Regions from separate parts of the Mus musculus genome. Here regions 1 and 3 are each linked to region 2. Evidence: chromatin contacts called from public Hi-C and Micro-C data. All regions are on one chromosome and are shown on one strand. Each heading gives the region's core, a stretch centred on a gene start, on an enhancer-like site or on the middle of the called end of the contact. The rest is flanking DNA. Distances are from core to core; before and after follow the strand shown. Region 1 overlaps Vit (vitrin). Region 2 holds the start of Crim1 (cysteine rich transmembrane BMP regulator 1 (chordin like)). Region 3 has its middle 47 kb from the start of Gm32573.

Region 1 (2,808 bases), core at 192-2,691, 320 kb before region 2:
TGCATGCTTTTATTTATTTATTTATTTTAGCCAGGTCTCGTTTCCCTGAAAAGATGGCTGGTGGAATGAAAACTCTTCAAATGAAGCGGACGCATGCACTTCTGTTAGCATCGGAGCAAGCAATGGCTTCGTAGAGAGGCGGCATGAAGCCCCGTAGCCAGGCTCTGAGAGGAAGCATGGCGGAGGGACACAATGAGCCCTGAAGACGGGCGACCTGAAAGCGAAGCTGCCAGGACGGTGTTGTGGGGTTTCTCGATTATGACAGTACTGTGCCAGCACGGACATTTGACAGCTCCGAAGACACTTTGGTTGCTACAATTTGGCGAGGTGGGGGCAGTACTGCTTGGCACCTCATGGGTAGAGGGCAGTAGCTAAGACATTCCACAACGAACAAGCCAGCATTTCAAATAAGGCGTCAACAAAGTCTTATTTGTGTGCGTGATTATTTTTCAAGTTGTTTATGAAAATGTTGCATCAGCTGATCTTATCACCGAGGAATTTCCCTTAAGTCTCACATATACATAGGTGAATAAGGTGTGAGCTATTTATGAATACATTCCTTTCTTGGAAACTGTACTTCAAAAAAAAATTATGTGTGTGTGCAGACAGTTGCCTCAAAGTGGGATGTGTTCTGATGCCTCCCGGATCTGGAGTTACAGGGGGTTGTGAGGTGTCTGACCTGGGACTGGGGAACTAGACTTCTGTCCTCTGGAGGAGTTACATAAGCTTTTAACCACTGAGGCATGTCCCCAGCCTAGGGGGTCCCTTTTGCTCACTGAGAAAATCCCACAGCAGAGGTGTTCATCCGTGGCCACCAGTTGGACTGAATAGCTCCTGTATGTGCCATGACACACACGTGTACATGCACGTGCCACTTATCCATGTGGCATTTTTCACATTTCCGCAGGACCGAGCAGGAAAGCTCTTCTTGGTATGTGTTTGAGGCCATCATTTTGTACCTCGTTAAGAACCGGCCATATGGTAATGCTTACTGCATCCACAAACACTTCCCCAATAGTGACTTCCAGGGACATTGCAGATAGCAATTACATCTCCCAAGTGGTAGTTTAGATCTTAGACCTCCAGTGGTGGGGGGTGGGGGCGAGGTGGGGCATGCACTGGTTTGCAGGCATGCGGTGGGGTGGGGGTGGGGTGGGGGTGGGGTGGGGGCATGCACTGGTTTGCAGGCATGCAGTGATGAGCTCTACAGAACTCCTCCCGCTAGTCATCCATTCTGGGTAATGGAAAGGGTATCAAGAAAGGAACATCCGGGGAAGGAAACAAGGCCCTCTGAGATGAGGTGGGGCAGGAGGGCACCTCCCAGTTACCCTGGAAACCAAGAAAGGCTTCAAAAAATCTCATGGGGCTGTTAAACACGGGTCTCTCTCATCAGAGATGCCTCTGCCTAATGTGTTTGACACTGCTTTAGCTCTGCCTCCTCTTTGTGAGTTTCCCCTTGGGCTGCTGTGGTTAGTGACTGCCAAGGGCTATCTACTGTGGATGTAGGGCTGGGTATCTGTTTCAATTCAACTGGAAATCCCTAGAGCCTTCACTGGCGTGAACACTCTGTGCTTTGTTGTTCAGCCTCCAGTTCTGAGGCACAGAAAATCATGTCAAGCTCTGGGCTGCCCTTCCAATGGAGAGAGGAATGGGAGGGCTTGTCTGTGGGACCTAGGCTTTCCTGACTGCCTCTTGGTAAAGAATGGGCTAATGTCAGATGACAGGCCTTCGACTCTCCCAGAGCAGCGTCAAGGCACATTCTTGAGTCTGGTCGAGAAGAGGCTAGTGGAAAATGGAGGGTGTGGAGGAGCACGGGGGAGTGGCTGTGGCTGTGGCTAGAGAATTAAGGGCTGTGGAGGATTAAACTCTGGAAATTACCAGGGACAAACAGAGTCGTTCTGATGCAAGATACTAAACTTGAAAGGAAACCTCCTAGCTTCATGCCCCAGAGCTCCTGAGAGCATTCTTAGCCTAAAAGAGCTTTTTGCTTCAGCCACATGCCTCTCCTGATATTTTTGTTATGTCAGGAGAGATTTGTTCCTTTATTTCTCTTCGTGAAATTTATTTATTTATTCATTTATTTGTATTATTTTTATTGAGATAATGTCTCACCAAGCTGCCCAGGAGCTACCTAAGCTCTGAGCTGAAGTGTTCCTTCTGCCTCAGCCTCCCTGACTGTCTAGTAAGTGTAGGTGTGCCATAGTGGGTCTGTTTTTTTTTTTTTTTTGCAGAAAGTTCTGGAAGTTTTAAGTATACCCAATAACAACGGTCATTTCGGAACGCTCACTAAGTGCTACACTCCACACTCACTAGGACTTATGGACTTCTCACGGTTAATAGACTCAGAAGAGTACTTCTATGTCCATCTGCTTTCCAGACGAGAGAATGGAGATGAAGAGAATGTTAGCAAATTTCTCAAGATCTGTTAGCAAATTTCTCAAGGTTGTAGAGGATATGTGACTATCCTAGAACTCGAATGTCAGACTTGGACTCCTTCACGCCTTCAGCATCTCATGTCCCCACTCCTCACAGCATGGGTCCATTTCCCTTCCACCTGACTCATGGATCATAGGCATTTAAAATATTCGCTTGACAAGAGTTAAATTTCAGGCTGTAAAGCATACACATTGGGTAGTAAAAGTTGTCATAATTATAAAGAATCATACTGGGGTCTGAACTCACAGAGTTCTCTTCCCCACAAATGTTAAAATGATGTACAGGCATCATTTTTATGCTTAATCAGGCATATCACTCCCAATATAGAAAGATTCTTGAGGATATTACAGTCGTGTGGTGGGATGTGAAAAT
Region 2 (2,758 bases), core at 250-2,749:
GAAACCTCTTGTAGTGAACCATAACTTTTTAATCCAGGTGCAGCCCCCACCCACCCCCTTCAGCCATCCAGAAGAGTAAGCCTTTGACCGTTTCCAATAGGCAAATAAATGAGTAATCGCCATGTGCAACTTCGCCTGGACTGACATACTCCGGAGCTGAAACTGATTTATTACGCGAAGGAGGAAGAAGGAGGTGAAGGAAGAGCGCAAAGAAAAAATAGTAAGAGTCACATAGGGAGTGCAGGCTGGAGCACAGGTCTACTCCGCTATCAGAAGCCGGCTGCGCGGACTGCGTACGCCCTCGGTGCCACACTGCGCTATGCGGGCAGGGCAGCAGGGGCGGACTCCCCGAGGGACTTGTGCGTGCCAGACTCCGCAGTGTGCCCCCGCACAGGGCACCCCTGCCTGGGGCGAGAAAGGCCACCCAGTGTAAGCCCTAATCACCGCACCTGTGTGTGTCTATGCGTGTTCGGAGCTCACCCACGCAACCCAACCTCGCCCGCCCCTGGGCAGGCATCTAGGGCACCCTCCAGGGGACAGCGACCGTCCCTCCTCCCCGGGAACCCTCTCTCCTCTGGGAAAAGTCTCAAGCAAACTTTGTTCCGCGCCCGCCAGGTGGGAGGGGGCGCGCAGCAGGGCAGCCGTACCTTCGCAGACGCCCACTTCGTACTCGGTGATGGAGTCGCCATTGAGCGGGGGGCGGATGACACAGCGCAGCCCCCGGTCGCAGGCTCCATGGAGCCCATAGGCTCCACCGCAGCTCTCGTTCCTCTGGCGGGCGCACATGTAGCAGCAGCCGCAGACGCCCTGCACGATGCTTCCTGGGCAGCTCCGAGGCTCCTCGCACTTGGACTCGTCACAGGGCAGGCAGACCAGCGCCCGGGTGCCTGAGCGCGCCAGCAGCAGCAGCAGCCCCAGCAGCGAGACCGAGAGGTGCCCGCAGCCGGCCAGCCCCCTGCCCCCCGCCACCAAGTACATCCTCCTGCGCCGCCGCCTCCTCCTCGCAGTCGGGCCGGGAGCGGGGCGGGCGCCCTCCCCTGCGCGGGGCACACGCGCCGCCGCCGCACCCGCAGCCCGCGGTCCTCGTGCCCCACTAGGGGCCCCCGGGGCGCTCCTCCCCTCGCGGGGCGAGGCCCCCGCCGCCCCTGCGGGCCGCGCCGACCCGGAGCCCACGAGCGTTGGCGCCAGCGGCAGCGGTGGCGGGTGGCTTCCCCTCCTCCTCCTTCTCCTCCCGGGCGGGAGGGGGAAAAGAGGAAAAAAAGTTTCCTCTCGGCAGCTCCGGTTCAACCCAAACTTCTGGCGGCGGCGGTGGCTGCGCACCGCTCCGAAGAAGGGCTGGTGGCTCCTTCTGGTCCTCCGCGCTGCTCCTGATTGCCGGGGAAAGACGACGGCAGCGCAGCCTCCGGGCCGGTCCCCGCCTCCCGAGCCGCCGAGTGGGCGCGGTGGCTCAGCAGAAGGTCCGTGGCGTCCGTTCCTTGTGCCCGGCTCGGCTCTCTCCCGCGCCGCTCCTCCGGGCGCTTGTTTATGGCTGGAGCCTCCGCCGCTCCGGCTGCGCCCTCCCCCATCCTACCTCATTCCCCCCCCCGCCCTCCCCGCGCCGCGCGCTGCTCATTGGCTGCCCCCCCACCCTCGGGCCGGCCGGCCCCCTCCCCTCCCCCTCGCCTCCCTCCGGGGCTGCCCCGGCCCTTCCTCCCTCCACGCCTCCTCCTCCTCCCCCTCTCCTTCCTCCGCAGCCCGGCACCGAGTCGGCCCTGCTGCCGATCATCCGGGCTCGGGGCCCGGCCCCGCGAGCGCGCTGCGGCCGGGGATCTGAGACAGTCGTAGCGACGCGAGCCCCCGCCGGCACCGGGCCACGAGGGCTAGCTTTGGAGCACCGGGGGCGGGACGGCTGCACCTCCGGGTGGTAGTTTTGAGTTCAGAGAGTGGCGGGGATCCTAGCCGGAGCTGTTGCTGCAGCCTAGGCTGGGCACTGGCCGGATCGAACCCCAGGAAAGGGAAGCGAACGCGTGGAATTTCCGCAAACTGGACGAGAATCCATCTTCCACTCGAGCTGGGAATAGACTTTGTAAAAGATATTATGTAATGGAGTCTTGGAAACCTGGAGACATCTCCAGGGAAACTGCTGGTGGGGTTGAATGCTTTAAATGGTCTAGGTAAATATTCTGAGCTGGGACAATGTTGGGGAGGGCTGCAGCTTGAATTTTAATGATCCACCTTCTGTATGTCTGTGTGGAGGTGCTGTATCATGGGAGGGGTGACTGGAAAGTAACAGAGCTTAATCCTCTCTGGAGTAAGGCTCAACACTAGATTACAAGTCTTGACATGACGCTAGGCTGGAAGAGCCTAGGCATCCTTACATGCCACCTGACTGTGCCGTTTTGTTTTGTTTTTTCAGGCTCGCGAGCTAAAGAGGCGTGTTTCCCTTTTCTTCCTCCCATTTTTCTTTCCTAAAAGATTTATCACGAATGTATTAATAAAGAAGATGGGTGGTAATATATTCTTTGTGGCGAGACATGAAACAACTGGAGAGGAGCTGTGCACATGTGGAGGATTTCTCCTCAATGATTTCAGAGATTCTCCCAGTGATAGCTCTGATCCCTCATCAGGAGAGAACCAGTGGCCCCGTCGATGTTTTCTCCGTGCCCCCTTACAGGAGTATAAATAAAACAGCCCAAGGAGGGAGGGGGGAGTGATTTGAATCATTATGTAAAACCCGCCTGGTGTTGGAGCAGGTGTGAAGTGGGCTTGGCTGCCTGTG
Region 3 (3,016 bases), core at 15-2,514, 440 kb before region 2:
TGAGACCAACCTGGACTACATAGTGAGACCATCTCAAACTGAATAAAATAGACTTATTAAATTACAGTGGTCAATGAGTATGTTAGCTTTGCTTTTATTTAGTTCCAGCGCCCAGGAGACAGAGGCAGGCAGATCTCTGTGAGTTCAAGGCTAGCGTGGTCTCCATAGAAGTTCTAGCTCAGCCAGACGTGAATTGTGAGATCCGGTCTCAAGTGTACAACTACAAAGTTACGGTTATATAAAATGAGCAGCAGCTGGAAAAGCTGCTCCTGTTGGAGTCCTGAATCTTGAGGCTGCTCCCTCAGTAGATGGAGGTTTTCCTGTTGTCTCTCAGCAGAGCTGTGAGTCCATTGCCAGATGTTGTGGAGAAAGGTATGACAAGGGATGACCTGTCTCCTGTCTTACTCCTGTCCCTCCTCCTGTTTCTGACGCTCTGCTGTGTCTCTGGCTTTGGAGATGATGAGTTACCCCAGTTTCAGCCTCCCCCACCTCTCACTTGAGACACTGTGAACTGAGTTTCTGTTCTGTGCAACAGAGGCACCCCCTAGTCCTCACAGTCTGACACATCATGGCCCCACTTTTCCCTCCATCCTCACGGTTCACACTGTGCCTCAAAGCTCACACTGTTGCTTCATGGCTAGCACTCTGCCCCCTCTTTGCTCCTGTCACCTCCTTCCCTGGACACCTTTTCCATTTTTTTTCCTTTACCTGAATGAAATGGGGTCTTTCCATAAAGCCCAGCCCAGCAATTTTCTCCATGTTTGCCAGCCTCCTGCCTCATTAGCAAAGGCATGTCTGTGTGAGCTTCCCTCATGTGACCCTGTGAACTCCTGGGACAAGGACTAGGTCTCATTTCTCTTTTTACCCTAAATGCTGATCCCATTGCCTGGCATATAATGGGTGCTTAGTAATGTCTATTAAATGAAAGTTAAATCTGACCACACAAAAAAGGATTTCCATCCTCAGGGCAATGAAAACAAAAGGAAAGGACTCCTCAGTGTAGCCCTGAGGTAGAGCCACAAAGGTCCTAGAAATACAGTGAGAGTACCGTGCAGTAAGGGACCTGAGAAGGACATGAGGACAATGGAGGAAAGCAACTAGGGTAGAATTAGACTCTCATCCAACCTGTTTCTTCTGGAATATCTGCCTCTCATTCTGTGTGTCATTGGGTAGGGTACCTGTGCCCTTCCCCAGCCTTGAATAGGCTAAACAAGCCTGGCCTGAGTCAGCCCTGGCCTTGCCACATTTGCATTTCCATATGGAACCTTGAGGAGTTGACCACCTACTGAGCTTTCTTTGCAACTCAATCTAGCCAAAACAAAGGATGGGACTGTGGGTTTGGCCTATATAAATGCAGAGCTGAAAATTAAACTTTGAGCCAAGATCAGAGAAACTGTCTTGGCGTCATTCTTCTCTCGCCTGCCCATCCCATTTCATTCCTAGCCTCCCTTTCAGGTACCCAGTTCTCTGTGGCCTCTGGGTGACTACAGGTACCATCATCAGATGTCTCTATCAGGTAACTTAAATGCAAATATTTCACTTCCTGGATTCTGTGCCCATGGTAATGTGTGTGTCCACTGAAGAGAAAGAACCACAAGAGTCTGTGGAGAATAGGCAGGTCAGGAGAAAGACGGAAGGCTCTCTTAGCAAGGAGAAGAAGCTCTGAAGGGAAGCTGGCATTTGGGCTGACACGCAAAGGATGTGTGAGAGTTTTATCAGCCCTGCATGTTTAGGGATGTCATGGGAGCAGGGACATTCCATCCTCTCAAGGCAGACCTCATGACCTACTTCCGCCAGTTAGGCCCATTTCCCAATAATATAAATCCATCATCGGATTAGCCTACTGATCAGTTCAGAGCCCTTGTGATCCAGTCATCTCTCACACACAGGAGTCCTTGATGGGAACTGTTCATACCCAAACCATATTATCATGTACCCAGTATGTGGCTTTGGGCATCAACATGCCTTAAAGCAGTGCTTCTCAACCTGTGGGTCGAGACCCCTTTGGTGGTCACACATCAGATATCCTACCTGTCAGATATTTACATTATGATTCATAACTGTCGAAAAATTACAGTTAGAAGTAAGCAATGGAAATAATTTTATGGCTGGGGGGTTACAACAACATGAGGAATGGTCACAGCATTTGGAAGGTTGAGAGCCACTATCTTAAAGGAAATGGTCTGTGAATTCCAAATAAGATATTCCCAGCAAATGGTAGAGACAAGTTCATGTGTGCAGCCTTGACACAGTGCGTAGTTTATGAGAGTCACTATTGGGCATAACTGCAGTTTTATTTCTTGTGAGACTGTTTGTAATGGCTAGTCATGCATTCAAGGCATAAATAACCCCATGATAGTAATTAAAGATTTTTTAAATTCATTTGTCTGTGCTTACCACTGGACTTCAAATCCCCAAAGACACTGCCTGAATAAATGCCTTTTTCCAAAGCAATTTAACTCATCTTTTCAAGAATATTTCCTACTTATCCATGTAGTCTAGTGGGAGACTTTCTTGAGACTTTGACTGGAAAATAACATTATTTCAAAACGCCTTTTAAGCTGAAAAAAATTCCTTGGACACAGGAAGATGGTCTTTTCTGTAAACTCACACTGGTCCCTGAGATAGCAACTGGGGAAGAAGGGCTTGCCCTGTTCAAAAAGGGTTATTTAAGGAGCCAAGAGGAACAAGAAATATCTGAACTTTTTCATTATAGCCCAATTTTTTTCCCAGATCCTTGCTGCAAAGCTTTCAATCTTAGCAGACAAACTTCTGCCAGGGGTCATCAATTTCTCAGAAGTGGGAAAATTAGGTTGAGTGGAGTTGAGATGGCATGGGTACCAGAGACGCTCAATCGATGTTCCTGTCTGACTGCGCTCATTTTTCTGAGAGAAAAGGGCAGGGAAGATTTTTTTCTGTTAAGGACACATTATGAAAGGCAGAGTTGCTTTAGGAAATTGAATGGAGAGCCTGGGGCCTCTAGGGAGTGAGACCTAATGCAGACCAGGGTGGCAGG

The links. A called contact is a pair of places that touch in the nucleus more often than the background predicts.
Region 1: a contact with region 2 is called in a Hi-C map of uterus, with 2.0 times the contacts expected there. The contact joins the enhancer-like site here to the promoter of Crim1 in region 2. A contact is called at or near these places in 7 of 39 promoter capture datasets (the 3T3-L1 cell line, the HPC-7 cell line, HPC-7-derived erythroid cells and 4 more), 3 of 484 Hi-C or Micro-C datasets (extraembryonic endoderm stem cells, nephron progenitors and uterus), 1 of 115 datasets of contacts at active chromatin or transcription factors (neural tube) and 1 of 9 other capture datasets (pancreatic islet).
Region 3: a contact with region 2 is called in a Micro-C map of embryonic stem cells, with 2.7 times the contacts expected there. The contact joins the enhancer-like site here to the promoter of Crim1 in region 2. A contact is called at or near these places in 1 of 39 promoter capture datasets (hippocampal neurons), 1 of 484 Hi-C or Micro-C datasets (embryonic stem cells) and 1 of 115 datasets of contacts at active chromatin or transcription factors (astrocytes).

Annotation. Positions count from the first base shown.
Region 1 is chr17:78,520,379-78,523,186 of GRCm38.p6, reverse strand. All of the region lies in intron 1 of Vit (vitrin), which reads right to left. It overlaps Gm32573 (a long non-coding RNA gene), which reads left to right. Exons shown (of 4, transcript XR_001782251.2): 4 at 31-508. Among named protein-coding and RNA genes, the nearest start is that of Vit, 14 kb to the right of the region's middle. Within about 2 kb of position 1,441, at least 58 of the 459 cell types and tissues checked have an H3K27ac peak or open chromatin away from gene starts, as enhancers often do. A contact at or near this core is called in neural tube and uterus, where this site is marked.
Region 2 is chr17:78,198,989-78,201,746 of GRCm38.p6, reverse strand. It overlaps Crim1 (cysteine rich transmembrane BMP regulator 1 (chordin like)), which reads right to left and starts at 1,499. Exons shown (of 17, transcript NM_015800.3): 1 at 648-1,499. The coding sequence starts at 978. Gm32282 (predicted gene, 32282) reads left to right here and starts at 1,722. Exons shown (of 2, transcript NR_168063.1): 1 at 1,722-2,153; 2 at 2,396-2,497.
Region 3 is chr17:78,634,064-78,637,079 of GRCm38.p6, reverse strand. No RefSeq gene overlaps it. Among named protein-coding and RNA genes, the nearest start is that of Gm32573, 47 kb to the right of the region's middle. Within about 2 kb of position 1,264, at least 9 of the 459 cell types and tissues checked have an H3K27ac peak or open chromatin away from gene starts, as enhancers often do. A contact at or near this core is called in embryonic stem cells, where this site is marked.